Linked DNA regions of Mus musculus: regions 1 and 2 are each linked to region 3. A link is a contact called in public HiChIP or PLAC-seq and promoter capture Hi-C data. All regions are on one chromosome and are shown on one strand. The core of a region is the stretch at or near the end of the contact, and the rest is flanking DNA. Distances in the headings are between cores, read along the strand shown. Region 1 holds the start of Slc2a12 (solute carrier family 2 (facilitated glucose transporter), member 12). Region 2 holds the start of Moxd1 (monooxygenase, DBH-like 1). Region 3 holds the start of Eya4 (EYA transcriptional coactivator and phosphatase 4).

Region 1 (2,700 bases), core at 184-2,683, 700 kb after region 3:
CATTTAATTAACCCTTTGTTTGCCAGCACCACCTCAATGCTCTGCTGTCTTCTGCAGCTCATTTTCTCAGGCATGTGAAGATAAGGCCTTTCCAACTTCAATCTGACTACTCTTGCCTGCTCTTAACAGAATTTAAAGTCAGCCCGAAAGGCTTTGGGGAAAGAGAGAGGTCAAAGATGGCCCCAGGTGTCCATCCTCCATTAGATGAGGGAAGGAAAATCAGGCTAAGGCCCTAAGCCTGGAGCAAGGCATTTCTGGGGTGGGACCACTTCACTTCCGCGTGAGGCTTAGTGGATTCCGTTCCCAAATCATAAACATCCTTGGGTAGACCCATTCCCAGGTGGAAGGCTGTGAGTAACTTCTGTGTCGCTGAGCATTGGCGACTATTTGTAACATTCCACTTGGGAATGGAATGTATGATTGAAGCATGTGGCGCTGATGAGAAAGTATTAAGCAGAGGAAGAAGAGGGTCATTTGTATTGGGTTTGTCATACCACAATTAGTATATAGTCCCTTGAAAAAGAGATGAATAGAAAGAGGCACCAAGAAACAAACAAACAAGCGGACAAACAAAAAGGTGGAGGATTGTAAATCCACCGAGACAAGCATCTCGGTGAAGCACAGATAACACCATAAAAACTACTAAAGTTCTCTTTGGTAAGTTAAAGTATTCAACGAATCTCATTTTGAAAGGCAAGTTTCCAAGAAAGCAGGGACAAACAGGGGTGCAGTTTAGGGGCACGGAATAACTCATAATGTCCACTTGTTCCACACCGTTTGTTTGCGACAATAAGCAAAAAAGGTGTGTGCTCACAACTGAGGCTCTGATCCACCTTTCCAAGAGAGAGGAATGTGTACATTGCGTTACGTAAAGCAAATTGATGTAGCCCATCGTTGCAGTAGCTCCTGTTTCAATACATAAAGTCCCAAGGAGACTTCGGTCCCCGCATGTAGGGCTCTGGGTCACTCCGCGTCGCACTGAACCCTGCATTCCCGTTTCCACACATACGACACGCTCCCGGGCTGCGCGCGCACACGCACTCCCACGCACACGCACAGTCCGAAGGGGCTCGTGGGGACGACTGTCCCCTCTAGCGGTCACCCGAGCCAGCCCGGCCGTCTCACGTTACCTCCCGCGCAGGCAGGATGCCCTCCGCCGCTGGCTCCACAGCTGCCTTCGGTCTCCGCCTCTCTCCCCTTCTGGTTCAGCAGATTGGGGCCCTCTGTGTTTTCAACAGGTACCATGGTCACGGTAGTACTTACAGCTTCTCGCTCGCCACCGGACCACCCAGACCTACCGCGCTGACAGCAGTGGTCACTGTCCCCATGGGCAGCATGCTAAAGAAGAGTGGGAGGGGTTTGAGTGGGGGGGCGACCTTCGGGCAAAGCCAGTGTGATTTGTAACCAACTTTGTTTCTATTTCCGAAGGCTTTGCCCTTTTCGGTGACACAGGCTGTTGCTATTCCAAGCAGCCTATCACAGGCAAGGGGAGGGCCGTGTCTCCAGGATTGTTTTGCCTTTAGATGCGAGTTGGAAGCAAGAGGTTAAAAAGACTTGGGACTCAAAGGCAGTGTTTGGCCACCGGCTAGGGCTAGCTCTTGTGTTCCCGCAATTTGAAAAGCAGCTTAGAAAAAGAAGCATGCAGATTTAAATGCAAGTCTGCAAGCCAAGAGTAGGGAACAAATACTCACAGATGGTATCAGTTAATCTCGCCGAAGAGGAACATTTTATGTAAAGACATACCAGAAGGAAAAGTATTAATATTTCTTTTGTGGGCAAGCCTATTGCCCTAAAAGCCACAACACTCACCAGCTTAAACAAAGCGTAAAAGTTGTTTGTTTCAACGGGATTTGGGTCTAGGTAAATGCCTAGCATAGCTTTCTCTCTAGGCCCGTGGTACGGATCAAGGCCTGCTCCCAACTCCAGTCGCATGGATTCTTTAGACACTTTCTAGCCTGAGTTTATAGCAAGATAGTCCTTTTAAAAATGCACAGTTGACCTGAAAGCGAGGCAAACAGAGGATCTTCTGTCAGGTTGCTCGCTGGCTTGGCTGGCGGGAGGACACTCGGTATTCAGAGATGACTGGAGCTGTTGTAACATGAAACAAATCAGGGCACCAGAGGGAGGGGTGTTTTACTGGTCTATGAATGTGTACTTACATAAACAATCAGACAGACTGACATATTTTACCATCCGTTCTGTCCTTAGCAAATCATATCCACTGAGAAAACTGTGACATCACCTTAGAAACCACTGGGGTAAAAACTTAAACGTATGAAGTACTTTATAAGACAGAAATCAATGCTGGTTGTGTGACCTCGAGCGATTCTTTTCCCAAATAAAGCGCGTTAGAGAAAATGGGAGCTAAAGTAGCTTGCCTAAGCTTTGTAGAGCAGGCTGTGGCTCAGTGGTAGAGCCTACTACACACAAGGTCCTGGATTCAGAGTGCCAGAGCTGCACCAAACAAACAAATACACCCAGTGCTCTCGAACTCTTCAGAGCTGGTCAGGGGTGGACGGTAATTCTCCGGAGTTCTAACATTCCAGCCCTGTCCAACACTCTTTAGTTCTCCTCAACCTTAAGAGATGCCAGGAAACACAGATTCTCATACTAGCCATTCCTCTGTGAGGGAAAGCAGGTCTGCACTTGTCTAAGCAGTGACCTGTGTTTACTTATTTTGCACACACTTTGCGTCATCAC
Region 2 (2,700 bases), core at 50-2,549, 870 kb before region 3:
CAGCGTCAGAACCGAAGCTATAATACGATAGCCCCTCAGTCAGAATGCTGTGAAATTCCATCTTAGAAGACTGGAGGAAGTATTGAGCTATACACGCTGAAATTCACAAGGGGCATTCTTATGCTGCTCAGAAGTTTTCCTGAGGCTTCTTAGCTAAGGTTTGCATTCTTGCATGGGAGTTGGCCCGTAAGAAAGTGTGTATATCCACTATGACCCATATGAAGTTCAGTACCCAGGAAGTCGAGCTACAGAATTCTGTTCGTTTCCCTACACATAAAGATGCCTGGATCAGGTAGCATCTACCAGAACTCTCTCCCCTAGAGCTAATGGGCAGGGAGCGAATCAGATGAATTTGTCGCCTATTAAAGCGGAAAACCTATCCCTGAATAGAGGGCTCTGCTTGGAGACTCTAGGTTGTGCATGGGTCGCTAAACCTGGCTTCCTCGAGAGCTGTTAATAACAAAACTTCCTTAAGCAAGTTTTCAGGGCCCTTCATTCATCTCGTGCATGCTCTAGTAAATGTTGGTGCTGCTCCTGGGATGCCCCCAAAGCCAACCACTGGAGACTGCGATTCCCAACCTTAGACAGGCAAGTGCACACAGGTCCGACCAGTTAGGTCTCAAAAGCTGTGGGTTTTTTTTTTTTTTTTTTTTTTTGATGGGGTGGATGGAGGGGAATGTGTGGTCTGTGCACAATGGTCGGTGAAGTGGGGCACCAGGATGCGAGCTTCCCGAAGAGGTAAACTTCCCCGGGCGAAGACTGCAAATGACACAGGCAGGGACCCCAGGGCAGGCTCGGATGACCCTGGGGCAAAAAGTGGCAAAGGAGGTGAGATGGACTCTGCTGCACGGAGCCCGTATCAGCCTCACCTTTGGGTGGACTGCGCTGCCCATCGCCCTTCTAGGGCGATCCCAGCGCAGGGAGCTCCCCGAAGGGACCCGAGCTTACCTGGAGGTAGGGCCGCCCGTGGGCCACTCCGCCTACCACGATGTCTGCCGCGGCCATGCTCCCGGTGGGCGAGAAGCCGAAGCCCACGTAGCCGTTCGTGCGTACCTCCAGACGGAAGGCCAGCCTCTCGCCCTGCCGGCCCCAGTGCAGCCAGTACTTGCCTTCGGGATCGAGGACCACGCGGTGCGGGTACGAGCGGCCCGGGCTTCCCGCAGCCGTCGCGGGGAGCAGCGCCCACAGCACAAGCAGTGGCCAGCCGCACATCCTCCTGTCCCGCGCCGCACCTGGGCTGCAGCCACTGGGGGGCGAAGACCAGGGAGCCCAACTTGGGACCGCCCCGGGGCTGGCCGCGCCCGCCCGCTGTCCCCGCCCCCGCTGGTTCTGGGTCCTACCAGGAGACTCCCCAGCCTCTCCCCAGGCATCCACCTGCTGCCACCGTGTATCCTATTTTGTCCCTGAAGTCTGGGTTAAGAGGGCAAGAAGGCAAGGAGCTTCCTGGAAGAGGCGGAGAAAAGGGGACCCAGCCGGGTAGAAGAAAGGAGGGAAAAAAAGGAATCGATGTGCAGACTGGGAGGGACCTAGGAAAGGAATTGGAAAGTGATGGGATAGAAAAGCATCCCTCTCGGGACCATGGGAGGGAAGAGACAGCTGGGAAAATCTGGGGTGCGGAGGAGAGAAAGGGAAAGCACCCCCACCCCCCAGATGGAAACTGCGCAGTTTGCATCCCTGGCAAACTTTTGACTTTTGACTTTCCTCACTGGAGCTCGTAGTGATGCCTGCTCATCCAGCAAGGAAGGCACACCCTCATCTTCTTCTCCCTTCTTTCAGTCTTTCCTCTTCTGGGAGGAGGCAGGGCTGGGGAGGGGGGGGGGTGCAATTCTTAGTTCTCCTGCTGATTTAGCTTTCCGTCGGGTTTTGATTTCTTCAGTTTGGTGGTGAAGGAATGATTTCTGCCTATACAGAAGAGGATTAGGTCAAGGTCAGCTTTCCTCTGAGTCCCTTTATCCCTCACTCTCCAGCCGCTGCCGCCACTGATCCTTTTAAGTTCTGGCCATGGTCTTGTTAGTCTCAAGTCTTGCTTGGCTTGTTGGTCTTTGAACACAGCACTCCTGTATTCCAGATGCTCAGTACTCATACTGAGGGCACATTAGATTCCTCATTAGTTTATATACACTTTACCATATTTCAGAAGCAAACTCTTGTCTGATTTAAAAAAAAAACAAAACAAAACAAACAAAACAAAAACAAAAACCAAATAGGATAACAAATACCGGGAGGACAGACCAAAATACCGATAAGAATATAGATAAAGCACACTGTTGCTCTCTGTACTATTTCTATCCAAGTGTATGTAGATGTCAGTATAGGATGTGTGTGTGCGCGTGCGTGCGTGCACACGCACGCACGCATGTTTCTATTGCTTAAGGTTTCTATTGCTTCAATCGAAACCACGACAAAGCAAGCTGGAAAAATAAAAGGGTTTATTGGACTTATTGCTGTTCATCATGTAGAAAGTCAGGGCAGAAAGTCAAGCAGGAAAGAAACCTGGATGCAGGAGCTGATATTAGAGGCCACGGAAGGGTGCTGCTTGCTAGCTTGCTCCTCTTGGCCTGCTTTCTTATAGAACCCAAGACCACCAGCCCAGGGATGGCACCACCCACAACGGGTTGGGCCCTCCCTTATTAATAACTAATTAAGATAATGGCTTCCAGGCTTGCCTACAGCCCCATCTGATGGAGGCATTTTCTTAAC
Region 3 (2,700 bases), core at 170-2,669:
CAGCGTTGTTGCTAGAGATGACTTGATTTTCTTTGGGAAAAATTATTTTGATTTCTTTGGGCCTTGGTTATCTTTTATACAGCTTTAATAACTATTAGGAAATTAATTAAACAAACACGCGTGAACCACAAGTGAGCAGTACAGCAACTGACAATAAATTCAAAATGAGTTGATACACATTATCAAAGTATCAGGACAGATGTTACTGATGGAGACAATGGGCTTTAGGGAAAGGTGGGGTTATATGGGAGTAATATTTGGGGATTGTCTTTGCTTTGGTCCAAGAGTGTGATATTTATATTTGTCTGTGAAATATGAAATCCAATGTAGGTACAAAAGACATCAACAGAAGGCATAGGCTCAAAATGCCATTTCAGCAGTGTGCCCTGAGCAGTTCTGACTGGCCTTTGGAAGTCACTGCAGTCTGACCTTTGGGCGCCTGGGAGGGGCGCCTATAGCTGCGCCCGGCCTGGAAGGGGCCCAGGCACTTCCCAGTGCTGCCCGTCTGCACGCTGCTAACTCCTTCATCGCTTCCATCTCCAGGAAAAAGCTCTTTCCTAAATCCAGAGCAAGCTTTGGGCTGGTGTCAGTTGGCGTTTAACTTTGTTGCAAGTGGACTAGAGTCCCTTCTGCCTCCTCTCTTGGGGTAAGTGGCAAGGAGTCCGACTGAGGGCCTGTAGCTCGCACAGGGTAGTTAGGGGACCGCCGCCCAGAAGCAGGTGGGGGACCGAGGAGCCCGGTGGCGGGCTGGTCCCTTCAGTCTAAAGGCCTCGGTGGCCAGCGCCAGGCGGGGTGGGGGCGGGGTGAGGCGGCGCAGAGGGCGCGGAGATTACCGCGGCGCCACCAGAGACGCGCAGAGCCGGGGAGCCCCGGAGGTCCCCCCACGCGAGACCTCAAAAAAGAAAAAAAAAGCCGATGATAACAGGCAGTTTCCAGAGATCGAATAAAAAGAGAGGGCTTCTGCGCCCGCCAAGATCTCCTGCTCTTCCGGCGGCCTGCCGGGAGGCCCCCAGCGGCCACCCTAGCCCCAGGACGCAGGCGGCGACGTCCCCCCCCAACCCCCCCACATCCCGCCTCCTGCCTCTAGGCTCCAGCTCCGCGCGCTAGGGAGAGGCTGCCCGCGGCGCGGCGCACGCTCCGGCGGCTCCCGGCTTGCGCGCAAACCTTTCCCGGTCGGCGCCCTAGAGAGGGGACTGAGCGGCGGGGACCTGCGGAGGGACGCCCGGCCACCCGGCGCGCGCGCGCTTTCTCTTTTCTTCTGCTCGCTAACGCCGCTCGGCTGCTCGGACTTTGGTTCGGCTCCTTTCGTCCTCCCCCCCCCCCCCTCGCAGCCGGCTCCCCCACCCCGCCCTGTTTCTCCCCCACTTGTGTAAGCTATTTGTTGGGGGTGGCCGAAAGGGATGTCCTGTTTTTACCAGAGACACAGCGCGAAGGGAAAACTTAGACACTGGAAGGAAAGCGAGTAAATACGTAGATCGGACCCGCAGATCACTGGCTGGGACAGACAATTGAACTTCGGGAGTCCAAGGCGGTCCGGGCCGCCAGAGGTGAGTGTCCTCTCTTCATCCGACCCGGTTTTTGAAGTCCAATGGAGGGGGGAGGTGTGTCCAGATTTGGATGATTCCCCCAAACTGTCCCCTAGAAAGTGCTAGCTAGACACTTTGTAGTGCGTGAATGGGGATCTGGGGATGGAGGTCGCGCGCAGGGAGAGTGTGTGAGCCTCGGAGTTCTCCCCGATGATCCAACAGCAGTGTCCCATGGCCAGGGTCCCTAGGACCTCAGTGGTACGCTCGCCCAGGAAGACCCTCAACGACCTGGTCCCCAGTAACCCCTCTTGTCTAGCGCCACAGGACCTGAGTGAGTCTCGCGTCGTCCCCGGGTGCGGATCCTACCTGCCTGCACCCTGTTCCCTGTCGCCCGGGAAGCTTACACCAGACTCTTCCCACTCCCACCCGGTGACATTTAATACTTTGTGATGACCTGCTACGTGGAGTAAGGGTGCTGCCTCACTCAGTGTCCCTTGGAGAGCCGTGGGCGCCTGGGTTTGCGTGAGGCCGGGAGCGCGTGTACCCAGAGGCCAAGCCCTGGTCTCCAGGTACCGGTCGCAGTCTAAACAGGGGGGGGGGGTCACTTTAATGGTTTTTACGTGGCGTGGACGAATGTCTCTTGCAGTGTGCCAGGGTCTGTGAAATTAGAGGCGCCTTGTCAGAGGAGTCGCGTTCATTGGCTCCAGGAGCGGATGCTGAGGAGCAATTCTAACTTCTCCAAAGCCAAGGACCAGGCTGGGGCGAGCAGGTTTCTCTCAGAGCTCACTGGATCTGGGGTGGCCTTGGCACTCTAAACGCTTGTAGAGCTTGGTCATCTGTGACTGGGAGACAGACTGTGTGAGCCCGTTTCGTTTTGCAAGCCACAGCAACCCCAAACTTTTCATTTTATTTTTCTATTAGCACTAAATTCTTTTCCTTTTTTCTTTGTATTCGAGATTCGCAATCTCTCTGAAAGAAACAAGGAGGTTTTGACTGAGCCTGGTGGCAGAGCGGTGGCAAAACTAAGGGAGTGCAGTTTGATTTTTGCCACCGTCCCCTTGTTTGGGATGTTAGCGCCTCAGCTCACATCTTTCAAGTTCCTGGGAGACTAACGGGGTTTGCGGTTTGGGTGGGATCGGCGTGGCCTTCTCCTTTTCTCCCGGACAACGCAGGG

What was found. Promoter capture Hi-C pulls out the DNA fragments that hold promoters and counts their contacts. HiChIP or PLAC-seq counts read pairs in DNA pulled down with a chosen protein or histone mark.
Region 1: an H3K27ac HiChIP or PLAC-seq map of embryonic stem cells shows a contact between it and region 3, with 6 times the contacts expected there. The contact joins the promoter of Slc2a12 here to the promoter of Eya4 in region 3. A contact is called at or near these places in 7 of 39 promoter capture datasets (embryonic stem cells, hippocampal neurons, liver and 3 more) and 1 of 115 datasets of contacts at active chromatin or transcription factors (embryonic stem cells).
Region 2: a contact with region 3 is called in a promoter capture Hi-C map of embryonic stem cells, with 4 times the contacts expected there. The contact joins the promoter of Moxd1 here to the promoter of Eya4 in region 3. A contact is called at or near these places in 3 of 39 promoter capture datasets (embryonic stem cells, hippocampal neurons and stem cell-derived epiblast-like cells).

The regions. Positions count from the first base shown.
Region 1 is chr10:22,643,744-22,646,443 of GRCm38.p6, reverse strand. It overlaps Slc2a12 (solute carrier family 2 (facilitated glucose transporter), member 12), which reads right to left and starts at 1,433. Exons shown (of 5, transcript NM_178934.4): 1 at 1,131-1,433. The coding sequence starts at 1,245.
Region 2 is chr10:24,222,116-24,224,815 of GRCm38.p6, reverse strand. Moxd1 (monooxygenase, DBH-like 1) reads right to left here and starts at 1,299. Exons shown (of 12, transcript NM_021509.5): 1 at 949-1,299. The coding sequence starts at 1,212.
Region 3 is chr10:23,348,609-23,351,308 of GRCm38.p6, reverse strand. It overlaps Eya4 (EYA transcriptional coactivator and phosphatase 4), which reads left to right and starts at 1,419. Exons shown (of 19, transcript NM_001347372.1): 1 at 1,419-1,547.